Linked DNA regions of Sus scrofa: regions 2 and 3 are each linked to region 1. The links are chromatin contacts, called in public HiChIP or PLAC-seq maps. All regions are on one chromosome and are shown on one strand. The core of a region is the stretch at or near the end of the contact, and the rest is flanking DNA. Distances in the headings are between cores, read along the strand shown.

The links. HiChIP or PLAC-seq counts read pairs in DNA pulled down with a chosen protein or histone mark.
Region 2: a contact with region 1 is called in an H3K27ac HiChIP or PLAC-seq map of alveolar macrophages. The contact joins the promoter of DNAJC13 here to the promoter of ACAD11 in region 1. A contact is called at or near these places in 1 of 47 Hi-C or Micro-C datasets (embryonic fibroblasts) and 2 of 2 datasets of contacts at active chromatin or transcription factors (alveolar macrophages and skeletal muscle).
Region 3: a contact with region 1 is called in an H3K27ac HiChIP or PLAC-seq map of alveolar macrophages. The contact joins the enhancer-like site here to the promoter of ACAD11 in region 1. A contact is called at or near these places in 6 of 47 Hi-C or Micro-C datasets (alveolar macrophages, embryonic fibroblasts, retroperitoneal adipose tissue and 2 more) and 2 of 2 datasets of contacts at active chromatin or transcription factors (alveolar macrophages and skeletal muscle).

Annotation. Positions count from the first base shown.
Region 1 is chr13:73,829,368-73,833,762 of Sscrofa11.1, reverse strand. It overlaps ACAD11 (acyl-CoA dehydrogenase family member 11), which reads left to right and starts at 2,267. Exons shown (of 21, transcript XM_001924765.5): 1 at 2,267-2,563. The coding sequence starts at 2,415. UBA5 (ubiquitin-like modifier-activating enzyme 5) reads right to left here and starts at 2,278. Exons shown (of 12, transcript XM_003132421.6): 1 at 1,464-2,278. The coding sequence starts at 1,624. LOC110256298 (a long non-coding RNA gene) reads right to left here. Exons shown (of 2, transcript XR_002337685.1): 2 at 2,554-3,112.
Region 2 is chr13:73,571,131-73,575,155 of Sscrofa11.1, reverse strand. DNAJC13 (dnaJ homolog subfamily C member 13) reads right to left here and starts at 1,269. Exons shown (of 57, transcript XM_021069457.1): 1 at 786-1,269.
Region 3 is chr13:73,551,791-73,555,847 of Sscrofa11.1, reverse strand. No RefSeq gene overlaps it. Among named protein-coding and RNA genes, the nearest start is that of DNAJC13, 20 kb to the left of the region's middle. Within about 2 kb of position 1,402, at least 2 of the 83 cell types and tissues checked have an H3K27ac peak or open chromatin away from gene starts, as enhancers often do. A contact at or near this core is called in alveolar macrophages, where this site is marked.

The DNA of each region.
Region 1 (4,395 bases), core at 1,018-3,517:
AATATTTAAGGATGCCAAGTCAAATAGCTTCCACTCATTCTGATTAAAGATGTCAGTTCCTGCTTATTCAATCCCTAAAAATTTTGAATGGTTAACCTTTCACATGGGTGAAGTAAAATACATGCACCCTATCTATTATATCTCAAAACTGAAAGAAAAAAAAAATTAAGAAAGTAGTAAGATTAATGAGAGAAGAGCAAGAATCTGGCATGAGTTCATTTAATTTTGGTTAAAATGAACCCTTTTGTAATTACGGAACAATTATAATTTTGGTCAGGTTTTTCCATTACAAATAATAATGTAATTAACATCTTTGTGCCTAAATAGTGGTGTATATTTTAGGTTGTTAAAAAAAAAAAATACATGCACCCTAAGACTTCAACTGAGGATTTATGTAATAAAACTTTTTGTTAAAACCCAAACCCTCCTGCTCTTTGAAGGGGAAGAGCAACAATAATCTTTCCTGTTTCACCAACTTTAAAACTATTCAGTTTTTAGTCACACTATTTACAGTTCCACATGGACTTTGGAGTAAAACAAACGATGCCAGTCCAGGCCTTTTTAGCTACACTGTTAGCACTATGGTCTAAGGCAGGTCACAGCAGCTAAGCCTCAACTTTCTCCCCTATAAAATGAGGGTCAAATATAGTAGCCACCATCTAGGGTTGTGATAAGGAGAAAAAGGTGACAATGCATGCAAAGTGTTAAGCAGGTAGTGAAAGCTCAGTAACTGTTACCATATTCACTAGCAATAAGGTCTTGTACAGGGCTTAGTATGTACAAACACTATTCTAGAACTTTACATATACTTACATTTTCAATCTTCACAGCTGGACAGAGATACTAAAAGTGAGAAACTGAAGCAGATAGGTTCAGAACGCTCTTCAGGTTACTCAGGTGCTAAGATTTGAATTCAATCAGTTTGGCTCTAGAGTCCTTACCCTCAACCACTAAGCTACATTCAGCCTGCTGAATTCACAAACCTTAGGAAACGAAGAAAGAGAGCGGACAACACAGGTGAAGGCCAACGGTTTTAGAGCTAATCCAGCCCTCTCCTACACCCGTAATTTAAGAAACACTGAGAGGGCTCGATGAAGCTCGAAGCGTGTGCTCATTGGGTTTTACATTTGGTGTCACCTTCTAAAAGTTATTACTATCAATTTTAGGCAGAGCAAGTAAGACTAATAGAGGCAGGGGCAGAAGGAAAGCTGATACGTGTCCTCAGCAGACACAGGAGAAGCACCATATGGCTGATTCAGCTGGGTAGTTTTAAAAGAGAAAAAAACATTTTTTTCACCAGTACAGAGACCTGGCTTCGCCCGCTTGAGGACGGGGCCTCAGAACAAGAAAAGAGAGGTGGTACGAGGATGTGGGAGCTGGAGAGCAGCGGCGGGCACCTCACTCCTGACCACCTGGAGACCGTGACCTCGCCCACACCCCCTCCGCCCCGCCACTTAGGTCACCTGTAGGGGTTGGAGTCCACCACCTCCGGGCTCATCTTCTCGATGCGGGTCCGACCGCCTTTTCCGTCGCGGTCCCCCACGACCTGGCGACTTCTCTCCTGGGCCAGTTCCCGTTCCAGTTCCTGGATCCGCTGCTGCAGCCGCTCCACAGACTCGGCCATGGCTGGGACCCCGGCCGCCAGCCCTCCCAGCCCCGGCCGTCGCCGTCGCCGCCGCCCCACACTGTTGGCTGCTGGGCGGGCAAGAGGTATGTGCGGAGGTACCTTGCGGCGGCCTTGCTAGCCCACAACCCCGGAAAAGGGCTCCCTTCACCTCTCTAACTTACACGTCTCCACCGGCCCCGCTGGCCTCGCACGGGGTCCGCTTCCTGTGTGTTGCAGTCATCGTTCCCCCTCAAAAAATAAAAATAAATAAAAACGCAGTCACTTTCAGCTTCCTTCTTCGCCCGGGCCTAAAAGACCGACCTGCAGCAGGGCCTGGGTCATAAACATCCAGAGCCAGTATCCTGCGACGTTGCGTTTCCAACCGGGCAGCTAGGAGAAACCTCAGAATCTTTTATTCCCGAGCTCGACGTCCTGACGGACCTTTTTCTGCGCCGAACCTTTTAGGTTTTCCGCTTGCTGGTGCTTTAAATTCGGAGGTGGACGCGGCCTCGGAGTTCTTATTTGGCCGGAGTGACTAATGTGGTTTTGCTTTATTTAGAATTGAGGCCTCTAATTCTGAGGCTAGGTGAAAAATTTTAATCTGAACACACACCAAGGCCCTCCTGGCGCTTCGCGACTAGAACCCTTAACCTAGCCAGTCCGCCTAGCCTCGGCTCCGGGAGGGAAATTGTGATTGGCTGGAACCGCAGGCCCCCCTCCTCCCGGGCGTCCCGAGCTGTGGAGTGTCCCCGAGCCCCGAAGAGTTGCGGTTTCTGTGAGTCTGTGGTCATTGGATGCAGCAGCGATCATGAAGGCCGATGCCTCCCACGGTCCCGAGATGGGGGAAGTGCTGCCCCAGCACAAGTTGGACTGCAGGTCCCTGGAAGCCTACCTATACCAGCACTTGCCTGACTTTGGGGCTGAGCCTGAGGCCAAGCTGACTGTTGCCCAGTACAGGTATCGACGCCAGCCATTTCCAGCAGAAAAAAATCTGTGCCTTATACTTTTTTCCCTTTGGCTTTGGGTAGGTTCTCAGTTTACCCCATCTTGTTTATTTTTCCTCAGTGACGCAGTTTGCAGGCGGGAGCTGCCCTCACCAGTCTCCTGCATTACATTCTGGGTATTTCTAATTCAAGAGCAATAATAGAAGCACAGTAACATTCACGATTCCAATTATGAGAAGGAATCTTTGTTAACAATTACGTACTTAGAGGATTCAGTGAGGCACTTTAAGGTTGGAGGTTCTGCAGGATTTAGAGAGGCTTTCCCTCAACTTTTGTTCTATAACTTTTTTTTTTTTTGAGAAGCAGATGTCATTCCGTTCACTTTGGCCATATTCTTGCAGAGTGAGTTAATGATATCGGTTGGGACATCCGAATTCTAATCCAGATCTTCCATTTAGCAAATCGCAGCACCATTTTGGGCTTTAATTCTTTCTGAAGTAGGGGAATGGAACTGGACGACCATCCTGAGAGTACTGTTCTCCACTTTGAACTTGCTTCTAGTCTGATGTATAGTAGAAAATAATTTTAAAAGACTTAATTCTAAAAATAGTATTTTGATAAACGCAGAGCTATAGAAGCAGTCCTCTCTTGCCAAAAATTAGATGTGCCACTTACAGACTGGGAAATTTAAATGCTGTGTTACATGAACTCTCTGAGAACTTGTTTCATAATCTGTAACAAATACTTGCCTGTTCTGAGTAATCCTGATAATGAAATGATGTGAAAAGATTTAACATTGTAAGAGCACCATATACCAGTGGCATTTATCACTGGCATTTATATTCCTTGACTACTGGTTTCAGGTAAATTAAAAATAGTGGGAAGGAAAATGGATAAGAGAAAGTTTGGAGTATAGAATTAAAAGGCACCATGTCACAATAGATATTGTAGGACGAAAGAGAAATTGGAATAAAAAATGGCTTAAGTTTCTAGCCTAGAAGGCTTGTGTTGTAAACTAACAGATCAAAGTTCAAATTTGCTCTGAGAATCTGGACAAGTTATTTAACTTCTTTGGCAAAATGGAGATAGTAATCATTAGAGTTGTTGGAGGATTATCTTACTGAGAGTTACTTAATTCTGAATTAAATTTAATGTTTTTTTATAATGATTTTTATTTTTTCCATTATAGCTGTTTTACAGTGTTGTGTCAATTTTCTACTGTACAGCAAGGTGACCCAGTCACACATACATGTATACATTCTTTTTTCTCACATTATGCTCCATCATAAATAGCTAGATATAGTTCCCAGTGCTATACTGAATGTTAAAGCAGAATTGAGCTTGATAAATGAAATTAGTTGCAGCTTAAATAGTATATATGCATTGAACTATCCCCACAGAAAATACACATTTATTTCCAAGGCATATGAAAAAGTTTTTGAAAACTGAAGACATGTTAGGCCACAAAGGAAGTTTCAAAAATTCTAAAGTGTCATTCTGAAAAAATTTCAGAATATAAATGCCAAAGTTCAGAAATCAATAGAAGACAGCTAATAAATATATGTGTAGAAATTAATTGATAACGATAAAAGACCCAATAATCCACAGAAAATAATGGAGTTTATCAAAGTTCAGTATACCAAAATAAATTGCATTTCTGAACTTTAGCAATAAAAATATAAAGATATAAATTTCAGAAAGATAATAAGAGCATCAGAATTACAAATTTCCCCAAATATTATTCTAATAAAGTATGTGCAAGACCTCTGTAGAGGAAACTATAAAACTGTATTAGGACTTTAAAAAGAACTAAATAAATTGAGCGATGCCATGTTCATGAATAGT
Region 2 (4,025 bases), core at 20-2,519, 260 kb after region 1:
CGGCCCGCAAGCAAATGATAATCTCAAGGCAAAAGCGGTTAACACCCTACAACATGGAGACAATTTAAGGGAAGGCACTCTTCCTAAGATTAGTAAGTGAAATTCGCCTTTAACAGCCACTTCACAGAGCGACTAAGTCTTACTTCACCCGCTCCAAAGGCCGCATTCAGAGCAAAATCACAGCAGCGGAGCAAAGGCCACTGTGAAAAAGCTACCTTCTAAGAGGGAAAAGCCTCAGTGGAAAAAGTTCATTTTGGAAAAGGGAGGGACTGGAGAAGAAACGACGCGGATGCTCATTTCCCAGGAAAACGAAACAAAGTAAGCAAAGTCAAAGCCAGCGCAGGACGTGGGAGGAAGGAGGGTCGCTGACCCAAAGAAACAAGAGTTGCCGGCATCCAGCAGGAAGAGGGCTCCAACTAGGAGGCTGGACGGGAATCCCGAGGGCGGAGCCCAAGGGGAATAAGGGCTGTGTGGGGTTAAGGATGTGCACAGGGGAGTGGGAACCAGGGTGGGTAGAAAACCAAAAAGCAAGGCAAAAAGAGGGGTGGGGCTCAACAAGGCAGGGCCCTGGGGGAATGTCAGAGCCGGTAGGGGCGGGGGAGGGGGTCCGACGAGAGGAACCAGACGAGCAGCCTTGGGGGGAAGGTAATCTGCTCTCCTTAACTGCTGGAGGCTGCGGCAGCCCAGACACCACCCTCTTCTTCCTGCCCTTCGTCCCCCAAGTCCCCGCGGCGTGGTGAGGGGTTAAAGCATAGCTCCCGATTCTGGTGCCCAGAGTGATTTACCTTCGCAGGAGGCTGGAGAGGCTCCAGCCCAAGCTCCTCCCGCCGTCGGCTCAGCGTCCAAAGTGGGATGAGGTGCCCTCCGACCTTCTCCCTCTCACCACTTCCCCTTTCCCCCGCCGGGGCCCTGTAGCTCCGCTACCGCGGGTTTCTGGTGCCGCGGCGGCGCCGCTTCCCCGCCCCCTCCGCCTCCTCCCTCTGCCTCTCAGAGGTTCGCTCTGGAGGCCGCCATCTTCGCTCAGGCTTTGAGCAACCGCTCTCCAGTACGCCTGCGTCGCCCCCGCCCAGGCTGTCACGAGACTTGGTCAGCTGCTTTCAATTCTTCCGCTTTCTGCTCCGCCCTCCTGCATGTATTTCCCCGTCCTCCCGGTCCTATTTGTCCGCTTTCCCTGAAATTCCGCGTTCAGACAGCTTGTCCGCCCGCCCGCCTCACGCAACGAAGTTAGACTCAGGCAGTGACGAAATTGGCTGTGGGATCCGGGGTCCACGCAGCGCTTGAAGGGAACCCGCCCCCAGACGCGTGCTGAGGAGGCCACGCCCCTCAGCGTGAGGCTCTGAGTCCCGCCCAGTGGTCGTTTTCAGGCTGGGGTTTTGCGCTCTTAATCAGCGCAAAGTCTTGTTATAAAGCATTTACCCAGTCGGGTCTTTGACCTTCCTGGGACAGTCTATACATGGTTTGGCTGGATTGCGAGCCACTTACTATTGAGACTCCCAGAAGATAACTGAAAAGAGTTTAAATTTCGGGTTGGTGTGGGAGGTTACAGAGAGGGGAATAGTGACTTTTGCTAGTGGGAGTGCCAGAAAAATAATACTGATAGCTCCCATTTATTGTTCGCTGAGCACGTGTCAAGGGGTTATTTAGTTAATCCTCAACTCTGTCAAGTAGGAATTAGCCTTGTTTTGCAGGTAAACTGAGGCCCCCTCCACAGTAGTGGGCCTAAGCCATCTGACCACAGCCGGTACAATCTTCCTTAAGGTGGAGGCTTAGGATGGGAACAAAGTTAGAGAAAAGAGGCAATAGAATATGTTACCTGTGGGTAAGGGTTTATTTAAGGAAGTCTTCACTCCCAGATCTCTAAAGATCACAATTCAAAAATAAGTGATTCTGTTGCAAACTTCAAAAGCCAAGTGGTGTGGGTGGCTTGTAAGGATTGATTATTTTATGAGGGCTAAAGGCCTCTAATAAGAGATTTAATATTCTGCACAGCAATCTTGAAGTTTTCTTTGGAGTTCCTTTCAGTCGTTTTTTAGAGATGGCACTTGCTGGATGAAAAATGTAGACAGTGCCTCTTATAGATTTTGCTTTCTGACTCAACTGTTGACCCTTCTGCCTACCTTGGGGTAGAAAAGGACTGAATTTATCCTTCCATTAGGCTTTCCTGTACTGCAGCAGTGAGATAAGCTAGTAGTACCACAAATAGTTGGGTGTGGGAAGACTGTTACTGAACCAAAGTTGGATCCACTTACGCTGTGCAGTAGAGCCAAAATACTGACACCAGGTTGTGGTTTAAAAAAAAAAAAAAAAAAAGTGCAGCATTTATTGCACGCATGGAACAAGCAGTGCAGGCAACTTATGCTCAAAAGACCCAAGATCCCCTATGGCTTTCAGGGAAAGGTTTTTAAAGACAGGGTGAGGGAGAGGTTTGCTGCTCAGGGACATTCTTCTGATTGATTGGTGGTGAGGTAACCAGGAATGGACATCATCAACCTTCTGGTTCCAATTGATTTGGGTCTGTTTGCCTGTGGGCAGTCTATAATTAACTTCTTCCACCTGGTGGGGGTTTCAGTATCCACAAAACAGCTCAAAGGATATGGCTCAGAAGATCATCCATAGCCCTTGAGGAGGAACTAAAGGTCCTTGACTTTGTTTAATGGATACACTATCATTATTTAGTCTTGATGATTTGTTTTCCTTTGTGTCTGTGTTTTCTCACTTCTCTGGTTAAATTTATTGTTTGGGACTCTGAAAGGCCTAAACGACCAAAGATTTCCTTACAAACAAGAGACAGGTGGAGGAGATGAGAAGACAGGGGTCTGTCCCAGCATGTCCTCATAAGTTCCTGCTCATGTTACAACAGGACCCAAAATAAAGTAGAAAAGGAAGAAGAAAGAAAATGAAATCGGAGGACTGAGTTAGGGGCCTTCTTGGCTTATCCCATGTAAACAGATTACTTCCAATAATCCCAGAAGTAAATTTGGGGTGAATTATTTTTATTTTATAGTGGAAATGAACTCAGAGAGTCTAAGGACAAGTTTGGTCACTTGTCCAATCTGACCTAACTTCTAAAGACAGGGCTGAGATTTAGTTGCAGGACTTGTAATATCAGGGCCAGTGAACTATTAAATCTCCACATTACCTCACTGGTCAGTATTCGGGACACAATGACCTACTGTATAGCACAGGAAATCTACGCAGTAGTTTGGAATAACCAATATGGGAAAAAAGAATGGATATATGTATAGGTATAACTGATTCACTTTGCTGCACACCTGAAACTAATGCATTGTAAGTCAACTATACTCGAGTAAAATTTAAGATATATAATTTGGGACAATTAAAATCCATACTTGGAGTTAGGAAGACTAACTCAAAGAAACCACTTTCTCTGTATTCTGCCAACTTGCCCTCTCTTTCATGAGTAGTTTTTTTGTTTGTTTTTTCTTTGCCTTTTCCTCTTCTATGACATCCCTTTTAAATATTTGCCAATACATGGAAGTTGCCGCATGGCACAGCATTTAAGGATCCGGTGTTGCTGCAGCTATGGCGCAAGGCGCAACTGCTGTGTGGGTTCCATCTCTGGCACAGGGGAATTTCTACACACCATGGGTGTGGCCAAAAAAAAAAAAAAATGTCCAGTATAGCCTATCCTCCTATCTCTCCCCTCCTCTGCTTATCTCTCTGCTTAACCACTCCCGCCACAGCCTCTGATCTTTCCATTGTTGTTGCTCATAGGACGTGGTTTCAAGCCTTTTCACAAGCCCCCTAGTTCCTCTTAATTGATTTGCACAGGTTAGTATCCTTAAAACATTAGAACTGAAGAGTCAGGAAGGATAGGAGGACTTGGCTCTTTATTCTGTTAAGTGAAGTCACCCCACCCCTTTTTAAAAAGAGTGAGAAATACAAGGCATGTCCCTCAAATTTCTTCTTCTCATCTCCTTATTCAGAATCCAAGTTTGCATTAGCTTTTCTGGTGCTTTCATAATACACACATATCAAATTTATAAATTATGTGATATGTACTT
Region 3 (4,057 bases), core at 153-2,652, 280 kb after region 1:
TACAGACTGAATCTGGGCTGCACCTGCGACTTACACAGCAGCTGCAGCAACCCTAGATCCTTTAACTCACTGCACAGGGCTAGTGGTTTGAGTTGCTGCAATTGGGTTCTTAACCCACTGCACCACAGCAGGAATCACTCTTTGTGCACATTTAATTCACAGTTCACTACAGCACTTCCACTTAAGTATCCTATTACACTTCACCACTGAAGTAGCCACTACATCTGTTTTTACACTTTTTTGTCTTTTAAGGGTCTCACCAATGGTATATGGAAGTTCCCAAGCTAGGGGTCAAATCAGAGCTATGGCTGCAGGCCTATGCCACAGCCGCAGCAATGCAGGATCTGAGCTACATCGGTGACCTACACCGAAGCTCACTTTAAGGCTGGATCCTTAACCCACTGATGGAGGCCAGGGATCAAACCCGAGCCCTCATGGACACTAGTTGGGTTTGTTACTGCTGAGCCACAATGGGAACTCCATAATCAAGGGCTTACATGATTATAAGCCCTAACATTGCTTCTCAGAAACTGTCTAAAAATAGGTTAGGAATTATATCAGATAATCTTTATTGGTTTTTTTTTGTTGTTGTTTGTGTGTTTGTTTTTGTCTTTTTGCCTTTTCTAGAGCTACTTCCCACGGCATATGGAGGTCCCCAGGCTAGGGGTCTAATCAGAGCTGTAGCCACCGGCCTGTACCAGTGCCACAGCAACACGGGATCCGAGCTGCATCTGGGACCTACACCACAGCTCATAGCTATGCCGGATCCTTAACCCACTGAGCAAGGCCGGGGATTGAACCCACAACCTCATGGTTCCTAGTCGGATTCATCAACCACTGTGCCACAACGGGAACTCCTATATAATCCTTATTGCTAATAAGAGATATTAGTTGCTGTTTATCGAGGATTTACCAAGTGCTGAGTAGTTTATTAAGTGCTTGGCATATGTCAACTCATTCAATCTTCAGCAAATTCTGTGAAATAGATAATGCTGTCATCACCATTTTACAGATGAGGAAACTGAAATTAGAGAGACTGTCCAAGTTTCAACAGCAAGAAAGTAATTTTCATTAGCTATACCAAGAACTATGAAAAAGCTTTGAAGAGTATGACTCTTAATCAGCATGTCAGGATAATTCATATTTTCTACTTGTTACTTTGAAATGAGATGGAAATTTGCCTATCAAGTTAATCTACTATAGGTAGCTTAGTTAGGTAATACAAAACTATGGTTCAGATGCTTAATTAATAAAATAACCCAGATATTAGACATGTCATAATAGGAAGGAACCCTCACGCATCCATAAAATGTTCCTTGTTTCACTTTCCACTTTTTGATTAGAGCTTAGTGACTTATAATATGAGCAATGAAAATGGGAGAAATTGGGAGTTCCTGTTGTGACTCAGTGGTAACAAAACTGACTAGTACCCATGAGGATGTGGGTTTGATCCCTGGCCTTGCTCAGTGGGTTAAAGATCCGGCAATGCCATAAGCAATGTGGCTGTGGTGTAAGCTGGAAACTGCAGCTTCAATTTGACCCCTAGACTGGGAACTTCCATATGCCGCAGATGTGGCCCTAAAATGAAAAAAAAAAAAAAAAGAAAATGGGAGAAATTCTTAGTGGCTAAAAGTATAACTAGATATAATCAGCCTAATTTTTCCTCTTTTAGTAAGAAGCAAATTCATAAAGTCACATTATAGCAGCTTGGGCTTTTGTGGTGGGGGTTAGAAGAGCATCTCTGGGAATGTACCTTTTTGCTCAGATATACTCTGAAGAAAGCAATTTATAAAGAGATCTCAGACCAGCATGGGACTGCTCCTGTTAGTTCATCCATATCAGAGAGTCTTTTCAAACGCTGTTTGTTGAGATTTTTTAATAAGAATATACCAAAGCTTGAGCGGGGGGGTTGGTCTTTTTTTTTTTTTTTTTTTTTTGGTAAGAGCTGCACCCTCAGCATATGGAATTTCCCAGGATAGGGGTCAAATTAGAGCTACAGCTGCTGGCCTATGCCACAGCCACAGCAATGCAGGATCTAAACCACATCTGTGACCTACACCACAACTCATGGCAATGCCAGATCCTTAATCCACTGAGGCCAGGGATCGAACCCTTGTCCTCATGGATACTAGTCAGGTTTGTTAACCGCTGAGCCATGAAGGGAACTCCCTCAAAGCTTGACTTTTTTTAAAAAAAGACATGAATGGGAAAATGACAAAGCAAATACATCAAAATCAGTTAACACTTGGTGGTGGTATTATAAGAAATGTTTCTTAATTTCATTGTTCTTTTTTATATTTTCAAATTTTTAAAAATTTGAAGAAAAACTAAGAAATATTTTTTCAGAATACTGTCATTTTCTAGTTGCTGTTTACATTAGGTAAAATTGGCTAAGGAGGGAGAAATCGACCCAAAGTCCCAAAGGTATCATTTCATTAGGGGTAAATGCTAGAATCTAGTATTGAAAAGAAATTACTTTGTAAGTTCAAGGGTGGGGAGCAAGAATACTGAATTATTCTTTTTTTTTTTTTTGTCTTTTTGCCTTTTCTAGGGCTGCTCCTGCAGCATATGGAGGTTCCCAGGCCAGGGGTCGAATCAGAGCTGTAGCCGCCAGCCTACGCCAGAGCCACAGCAACTCGGGATCCGAGCCACGTTTGCAACCTGCACCACAGCTCACGGCAACGCCGGATCCTTAACCCAATGAGTGAGGCCAGGGATTGAACCCGAAACCTCATGGTTCCTAGTTGGATTCGTTAACCACTGCACCACGATGGGAACTCCTGAATTATTCTTTAGTTTACCCAAATCCACTGGACTCTCACAGTTTGTATCAAAAATTTGAGTAACATTCAAAGTCAGGAACTTCTTCAGCCAGAGTGGATGAAAGAAAGATGTCCACAGGTGAATTTTGTTTCCTTCTGAAATATACTTAGCAATGTTTTTCAAAGGATGTCCCTCAGATCAAATCAAGTATCACTTGGGAATATATTAGTAAGGCAGATTCTAGGATCTTACCTACTGAATTAGAGTTTCTGTGGGTGGGGCCCAACAACACCATGTAACAAGCCTTTGGGTGATTTTGATGGACATTCAACTTTGAGAATTACCAGACCACAATATGGTAGCAGTTTAAAAGTCATCCATTACACGGATGTGAATCTCATTTCTATTAATTACTAGCTCTTTAGGAAAGCTGAGTTTATGCAAGTTTTTAAACCTTTCTGTGCCTCAGTTTTCTCATCTGAAAAATGGGGCTAGTAGTAATATTCTTTTCACTTTTGTTGAGACTACAAAGCAGTTAATATTTAGGAAATCCTTAGAACTGTGTATCGCACATAGTAAGTACTCTGAAAGTATTTTCTATTATTATTCTAAGATTGTCAGAATGTCCTACTTAATGCTGATGGAATCTACAAATCTTAGGGGAACAAACATTTATCTCACATAAAACACATATCATATTTATGTGTGCAATCATTTATCAAGTATTAATGAAAACTTACTAAGGTTAAGACACAATTTTATGGTCTGTACTTTTTAGATACTAACGCATAATCTTATTATTATTATTTTTTTGTCTTTTGTCTTTTTAGGGCCACACCCGTGGCTGATGGAGGTTCCCAGGCTAGTGTTCAAATCGGAGCTACAGCTGCTGGCCTACACCACAGCCACAGCAATGCCACAGCCACAGCAACGCTGGATCCTTAACCCACTAAGCAATGCCAGGGATTGAACTTACAACCTCATAGTTCCTAGTCAGGTTGGTTAACCACTGAGCCACGATGGGAACTCCAAACTCATAATCTTAAAAGACACATGCATAAGTCAGTGCACCAGATAATGGTACCTGGATCAGGATGGGAAGGAGAGAAATGTTCAAACAAACAAAAATTCCACAACCTAAAACAAAACCCTCGCATTAAAGGAAAGTATCTGTTTAATCAATACAGAATAGAAAATGTGCATAATGTTCCCCCGTCAGTTAGACTTCATAATTTTGTCTTAACTTCCTTCCTAATTGTAATACTATTTTCTAGATGACAATGGTGGTCTGATA